2 separate regions of the Mus musculus genome follow, and region 2 is linked to region 1. A link is a contact called in public HiChIP or PLAC-seq data. All regions are on one chromosome and are shown on one strand. Each heading gives the region's core, a stretch centred on a gene start, on an enhancer-like site or on the middle of the called end of the contact. The rest is flanking DNA. Distances are from core to core; before and after follow the strand shown.

What was found. HiChIP or PLAC-seq counts read pairs in DNA pulled down with a chosen protein or histone mark.
Region 2: a contact with region 1 is called in an HNF4G HiChIP or PLAC-seq map of pancreatic cancer cells. The contact joins two enhancer-like sites. A contact is called at or near these places in 1 of 39 promoter capture datasets (cranial neural crest), 4 of 484 Hi-C or Micro-C datasets (frontal cortex, liver and olfactory sensory neurons) and 1 of 115 datasets of contacts at active chromatin or transcription factors (pancreatic cancer cells).

Annotation. Positions count from the first base shown.
Region 1 is chr7:99,083,765-99,086,868 of GRCm38.p6, forward strand. All of the region lies in intron 5 of Uvrag (UV radiation resistance associated gene), which reads right to left. Among named protein-coding and RNA genes, the nearest start is that of Uvrag, 56 kb to the right of the region's middle. Within about 2 kb of position 1,672, at least 91 of the 459 cell types and tissues checked have an H3K27ac peak or open chromatin away from gene starts, as enhancers often do. A contact at or near this core is called in pancreatic cancer cells, where this site is marked.
Region 2 is chr7:99,223,219-99,226,322 of GRCm38.p6, forward strand. It overlaps Mogat2 (monoacylglycerol O-acyltransferase 2), which reads right to left. Exons shown (of 6, transcript NM_177448.4): 3 at 283-487. Among named protein-coding and RNA genes, the nearest start is that of Mogat2, 14 kb to the right of the region's middle. Within about 2 kb of position 1,648, at least 33 of the 459 cell types and tissues checked have an H3K27ac peak or open chromatin away from gene starts, as enhancers often do. A contact at or near this core is called in pancreatic cancer cells, where this site is marked.

The DNA of each region.
Region 1 (3,104 bases), core at 422-2,921:
GACCTCTGGAAGAGCAGCCAATACTCTAAACTGCTGAGCCATCTCTCCAACCCAGAGACAGTCTTTTCTTTTTTTTTTTTAAGATTTATTATATGTAAGGACACTGTAGCTGTCTTCAGACACACCAGAAGAGGGTATCAGATCTCATTATGGATAGTTGTGAGTCACCATGTGGTTGCTGGGATTTGAACTCGGGACCTTTAGCAGTCAGTGCTCTTAACCGCTGAGCCACCTCACCAGCCCCCAGAGACAGTCTTAATATATTCACCAATAGTCACAAAGAACCACGCTTTTTGTTGCTGAGGAAATGTACCGGTGGTTAAAAGCAATCACTCGGCACTGCTCTTGCTGAAGACCAGAGTTCAGTGTCCAGCACCTCCAGCATGCAGCTCACACCACCTGCAACTCTGGCTCCAGGGAGCCATGGCACAGCCACTCTCTGCAGGCTCCTGCATTGGCACATACATACATATTCTCTGTAGGGACCTGTACATGTACATACACACACACACACACACACACACAGCCTCTGTAGGCACCTGTAACCATACACACAGACACAAGAGCACAAGTAATACAGATAAGTCTTTTCAGATAATGCTTTTAAGTGTCAGCTGATATTGCAAGAGTTCTGTTGAAAGTTGCTAAAGAATTCTAAACTGACAAAGCTAATTAACTGGAGGACTACGGAATAAAATGTAGCACACATAACAAGCACATACTTGATAAACATTTCCTAACCATCTGGGTCTGAATCCCGGCTCTGGCTATTTGTCTGCTGTGCAATCTTAGGAAAATTACTAAATCTCTCTGTACCAGTTTCTTTTCTATAGACAAACAACTGTGGAGTTAAAACACAGTAAAGATGGAAAGTGTTTGCTACCTGGTAGTAAATTAGGTACTCACTAAATATTAGTTATTAAGCGCTCACTAAATATTAGTTATTGCTACTACTGTTAGGGTTAACTATTCATTCCACGTTCCCAAGCTTCCACAAAGGAAAAAAAAATTCCCAGACCCCATCTTGAAAGACCCTCTCAAATCCCTCTGGGCTGTAGCTTTCTCCTCCTCAGCAGCTCTAGGTGGCTTATCCATGAGCTCTGAAGGCTGGGCATGCGTGGCTCAGCTCCTCCCAGATGCTACATCATGAGGAACTGTCTATGCCAACACACAACACTGCTTGGCTTGGAGGACTAGGCTTTGTCTATAATGGGACGACTTCATTTCCATTTGCTCTGTTATTTTGGAGGGAAGAGGATCAGGTCAAGAGGAAATGCACACAAGCCTTTTTAGTCATGGCGAGCTTTTAGTCAAAGTTAAACAATGTTTGCCAGTCAGTTTTATCTGTTCTCAAGCCACCTTCTGAACTCCATTTTCCTGTCACCCATCTTGTCTGAACTTGTTCAAAACTTGTTCAAAACTTTCTACTTGTTCACAAGTAGACAGAGAAGCCGGGTACTGGTGCTTACACCAACGGTCACCAACTGTGAGTCTCTAGCCGTGGGGTTCTTGGGGTTTTAACTACAATGGCGGGCAGACATTGGCTCTGAATGCTACCATTGCCTCTGACTGCAAGACTCTACCAGATGTAGAGTCAGGGACCGGCTGCAGAGTGAGTCACCCTCCCTCCCACACCAGGACAGCCAGCCTTGGCAATGGCAAACAGCCCAGCAATGGCAGCCTCACAAGTCTCTGACTTAATCCCAAATGTTTTTACTAAGTAAATACCATGTCCCAAGCATTGTGGCAGGGAGTTTGGGGAGGGTGGGTGAGGGAAGGTCAGCATTGCTCATGTCAGTCTGACCCCACAAAGCCTACAGAGGGAAGAAGGGCAGGCCACTGGACAGAGCAGTGCATCTGGCAGAGGAGATCTGGAAGATGTTCAAGGACTCCAGGAACTCAGAAGATGAAGCTGGGACACAAAGGGAAGACTTCCGGAGTTGGATGTTCTAAAGACACCACCTAGCATAAATCCACTTGCTAAAGTACACAACGCAATTTTTCTGTTCTTGGTTTACTTGACCACTGCATCTCCTTAAAAAACAAAGCAACAGGACCAGCCAAGCCCACAGTTTACCGAGATGGGAGAGAAGAAAGCAGAGACGCTGGGCCCCAGACCCAGCAGCACGTGCTCTACTGCTTCTTGGTCACACCACTGCCTGCTTCTTCTCCAGCCTGGGCTACTCAGTCCTTCTCTACTGAACAGCATGTTGCCAGCCTGTGTCTCACATGACTTCAGAGGCTTTGTCATCGCCCCATGTTTATAGTTCATTTCTCTCCAGGTTCAGGAATTCAGATGGCTACTTGTCGTCAACACAGGGGTTTAAAGACACTGCACATGCCTGTGGCCATCTTACCTCAGGATCTGTGCTCTTCCTCCCTGCCCACCCCGCCTTGTCGCTAAGCTTCCTGTGGCTATCATCTTTCATCTATCCAGTTACTTTAAACCAGAAATCCAAAATCACCCTTGACATCTCTTTTTTCCTTTTATCTCAAATGCAAACCACAACAAATCCTAGTGATTTTCTCTCCTAAAACCCCAACTCTGTCGCCTTCCTAGCTGGGTGTGTGGCTCAGTGGTAAAGAGCTTGCCTAGCACGTGCCTGGGCCTGGATGTCATCTGTCTTCCCTACCCTGCTATGGTCCATGCCAAACTGTCATCTCTTGTCCATGGCACTGCAAGGTCCTTCTCACTGTCTCTCCACAGTCACTCTTGCTCTTTAAAATAAGCCAGAGCTAAACTATTACATAAATCTGGTTAGAGCACACGCCTCTGTCCTGTGGATAAAATCTCGAAACTCCCCATGGGCTGGCCTGGGGCTACTCTCACCTCCCTTCTGTCCCTCAGACTCACCTTGTGCCCTTTCTACTCTGTGGCCTTTCAAGCTCAGCCTCCTCCCCTGGAAAGCTCTCTCCATTCAGCGCCCACACCTTTCACATACTGTCTTCTATTCAGAACCTGGATTACAACGTTAGCAACCAAATCCCTCCTCTGGGGACCAGGACAGGCCATCCTCCTGTCTTAGCCAAACAGCTGGAAGGGAGGGGTGTGTCTGCCCCCAGCCCTCCTTCACCACTGTGCTCAGCACTGAACACAGGAGCCA
Region 2 (3,104 bases), core at 398-2,897, 140 kb after region 1:
GAAGATGGGTACAGCCCAAGAAAGACCATCACAATGCCCACAGAAGCCATGATTTCCCAAACAATGCCTTGCACCACCTGGGGTCTCTATATTCTCTAATTTCTCCCAACCCGTCATGGGCTTTCCCAGAACAGAAATGCAGGATATTCTTTGGGTCTCTTTGGGCCTCTGCTGTTACTGAGCAAGTTCTTGAAAGAAACACAGAGCTGTTGACAGTCCTCTGTCAGATCCCCCTATCCACCCAGCTTCCTCCTGACTACCTGGGGCTGGGTAGAGACTCACCCCCAGACATGATGTAATCTCGGAAGAAGGGGGCCCGGAACCACACAGTCAGCATCATCAGATAGGAGCGGATGCCCGGGAAAAGCGAGGTAAAGCCCGTGCTTTCAGTGCACAGGTTAAGAAAGGCTCCAGCTGCTAGGACTCCATGGGGGTGGAAGCCCGCGATGTAGTTCCGGGAAGGGTCCAGCTCAGCTGTCTTGACCAACTGCAAGAGACAGTAAACTGGTGATGAACAGCAGGTCCTGGCTCTGCTACTGGCTTGTGTCAGTCTGGGCCTCTGAGTCTCAAGATGTTCATAATCCTGAGTATACTGGATGCTTCCACAGAGATGGGTGCTGTGTGGGACAGTGGGTAACACATGGGTGCCCTCAGACTGGGTGCTGGCTCTGGGCAAATTGTTCACCTGATGTCTATGTATGAAGTTGGAACACTTGGCCCTGTCCCGGGAAGACCCTGTTCCTTCTGCTGAGAGGCTTAGGCAGAAAGAGACTGGAATTCTTGGTTACTGGGTAAGAGCTGTGATGGCTTGAATGGGAATAGCTCCTATAGGCTTATATATTTGAAGGCTTGGTCCATAGTTGGCGGAACTGTTTTGGGAAGGATTAAGAGGCATGGCCTTGTTGGAGGAGGTGTGTCACTCGAAGTGGGCTTTGAGATTTTAAAAACCCACATCAGACCCAGTCTGGCTTTCTCCCTGCCTCCAATTTGTGGATAAGCTCTCAGCTATTGCTCGAGCACCATGCCTGCCAGCTTGCCACTGTGCTTACTGTCGTAATGACCATGGACTCACTCTCCGAAGCTGAGCAAGCCCCGGTTAAATATTTTCTTTTATAGGTTGCCTTGGCTATGGTGTCTCTTCATAGCGATAGAAAAGTAGCTAAGACAGAAGTGAAGGATATGAGGGCCACATGGGGGCGCCACGATGCAGGCATCACCCCATCTTAACCTCACTCAAAAGACAAAAGAAAGTACAGGGAGGAAACAACAGAGACTGTCACAAAATAGGAGAAAGGCAAGGACTGACTCCTTAGGTTGTTCTCTGATCTCCATTGGTGGGCCATGACATGCACAGACACATAGAGACACAGGCACAGACAGACAGACAGACAGAGACAGAAAGACAGACAGGCAGGCAGGCAAACACACACACACACACACACACACACACACACACTGCTCTGCCTGGGTGCTATCTACATTCAAAGATCACTGCTGGAGGCCATGTTACAGGTGGGAGCAGTCCTTTCTCACTGCCAGGAACCTGTTTGCCCCTTGCTCTGGGAGCCACAGTCATGGGAGTAGTGAGCAGGTCACAGCCCCCTGGCTGATCCCTGGGCAGGAGGCCTCCTGTTAGGACCAGCAGCATGGACTTTGCACCCCCTGGGAGAGAGGCAGTACTTTCCACAGACTAAGCTTTGCCAAGTGAACAGCTATCCTGTCAGCAAGCTGAAACTCCCACAGTAGCAGTCTCCCTGAGGATTCTTCTTGCTGCCTCTAGGGCCACAGCTGGCCTCAGCAGTCTGGGAGTAAACACGGGGTCCTGAGCCTGTCTGCCCATCCAGGCATTAGAGCTCCCAATTCTCCTGTCCTTGATCTTGACTTGACCTATGAAAACCCTTACCACACAGGGTCCCCAAGCCCCTCCAGAGTACCACAGGTACTGCAAGAAGGATTGCAGGAGCCACAGGCAGAGGGGCTGTTGCCTTCCCACACGAAGTCCAGCCCCTCCCCTAGTGCAGAGGGGACCTAGGAGATGTTGGAAACCCAGTGGAGTCAGAGCTCTGGCTTTTGCCACTGGAAGAGGCACTATCCCAGGATAAGGTGGTCATTCCTTATTCCTTACGTGGGAACACTTGCTATGTAAATTCTGCCCCTCTATGAAAACAAATGGAAATTTATGAAAGCAAAACAAAAGAGAATGGATCTTGCATCCCAGTAGCTCACGGCTGAGGGGTTTAGCCTATGGAATTGCTTGCACTTTGGGCAAACGCCATCTGAGCGATGTCATTCATGGAAGAATCGGTGTTTGTTAATATCAGAAACTTGTCCTCCACACAGATGTCCACCAACAGGGCTTGTCTGGACAAACCGGGAATGAGGCACACAAGGGACACTACAGCCAGAGAGGATTATGAAACAAGCTGAGATCACATGTCAAGTGAGCAGCCAGGAGCAGGACAGTGAGTGCAGGGCACGGCCACTGAGCATGACTGCACCAAACACTGATGCTCAGAGATGCTCCCAAGGATGGGACCTGGGGTGATGAGTATGTCCTAGACTATCTAGCCAGTGAACCCTGTGGATCCTCCCTGTCTCTGCCCCCTCAGTGAGAGGATTACAGGTGGCCACTACACCTGGCATTTTTACATTTGTACTGGGCATCAAATTCAAGTTTTCAGGCTTTCAAGTGAGGCAAGTGCTTTACCTCCTCGGCCCTAGAATGGAGTCTTTTTATACCTGCTTTTCTGTCCTCCTGGATTTTGAACAAGAACACATTACTACTTTAAATAAATACATGCACAAATGAACAATTGTACCCATGACAGTAAAGCATTTGCATAGAGAGAAATATCCTGGCGAGCATGGGGACCCTGTGAACTGACATTTGCGTACGTATTGACGTGCACACGTGCAAGTGTATGCCCTGGAGGATGGCCGTGGTCCCACTGAGTGCTGGTCTGAGCTTTCCCACAGGTGGTTCCTACTGGTATCTTCTGTGCTACCCAGCCACTGTTCCCTGGGAAGACTGGAGGCTATGTCTCCTATGCATCCTGTCTCCACAACACGACAGGACAGAGGAGATGCCTCAGAAAGACTTTCCC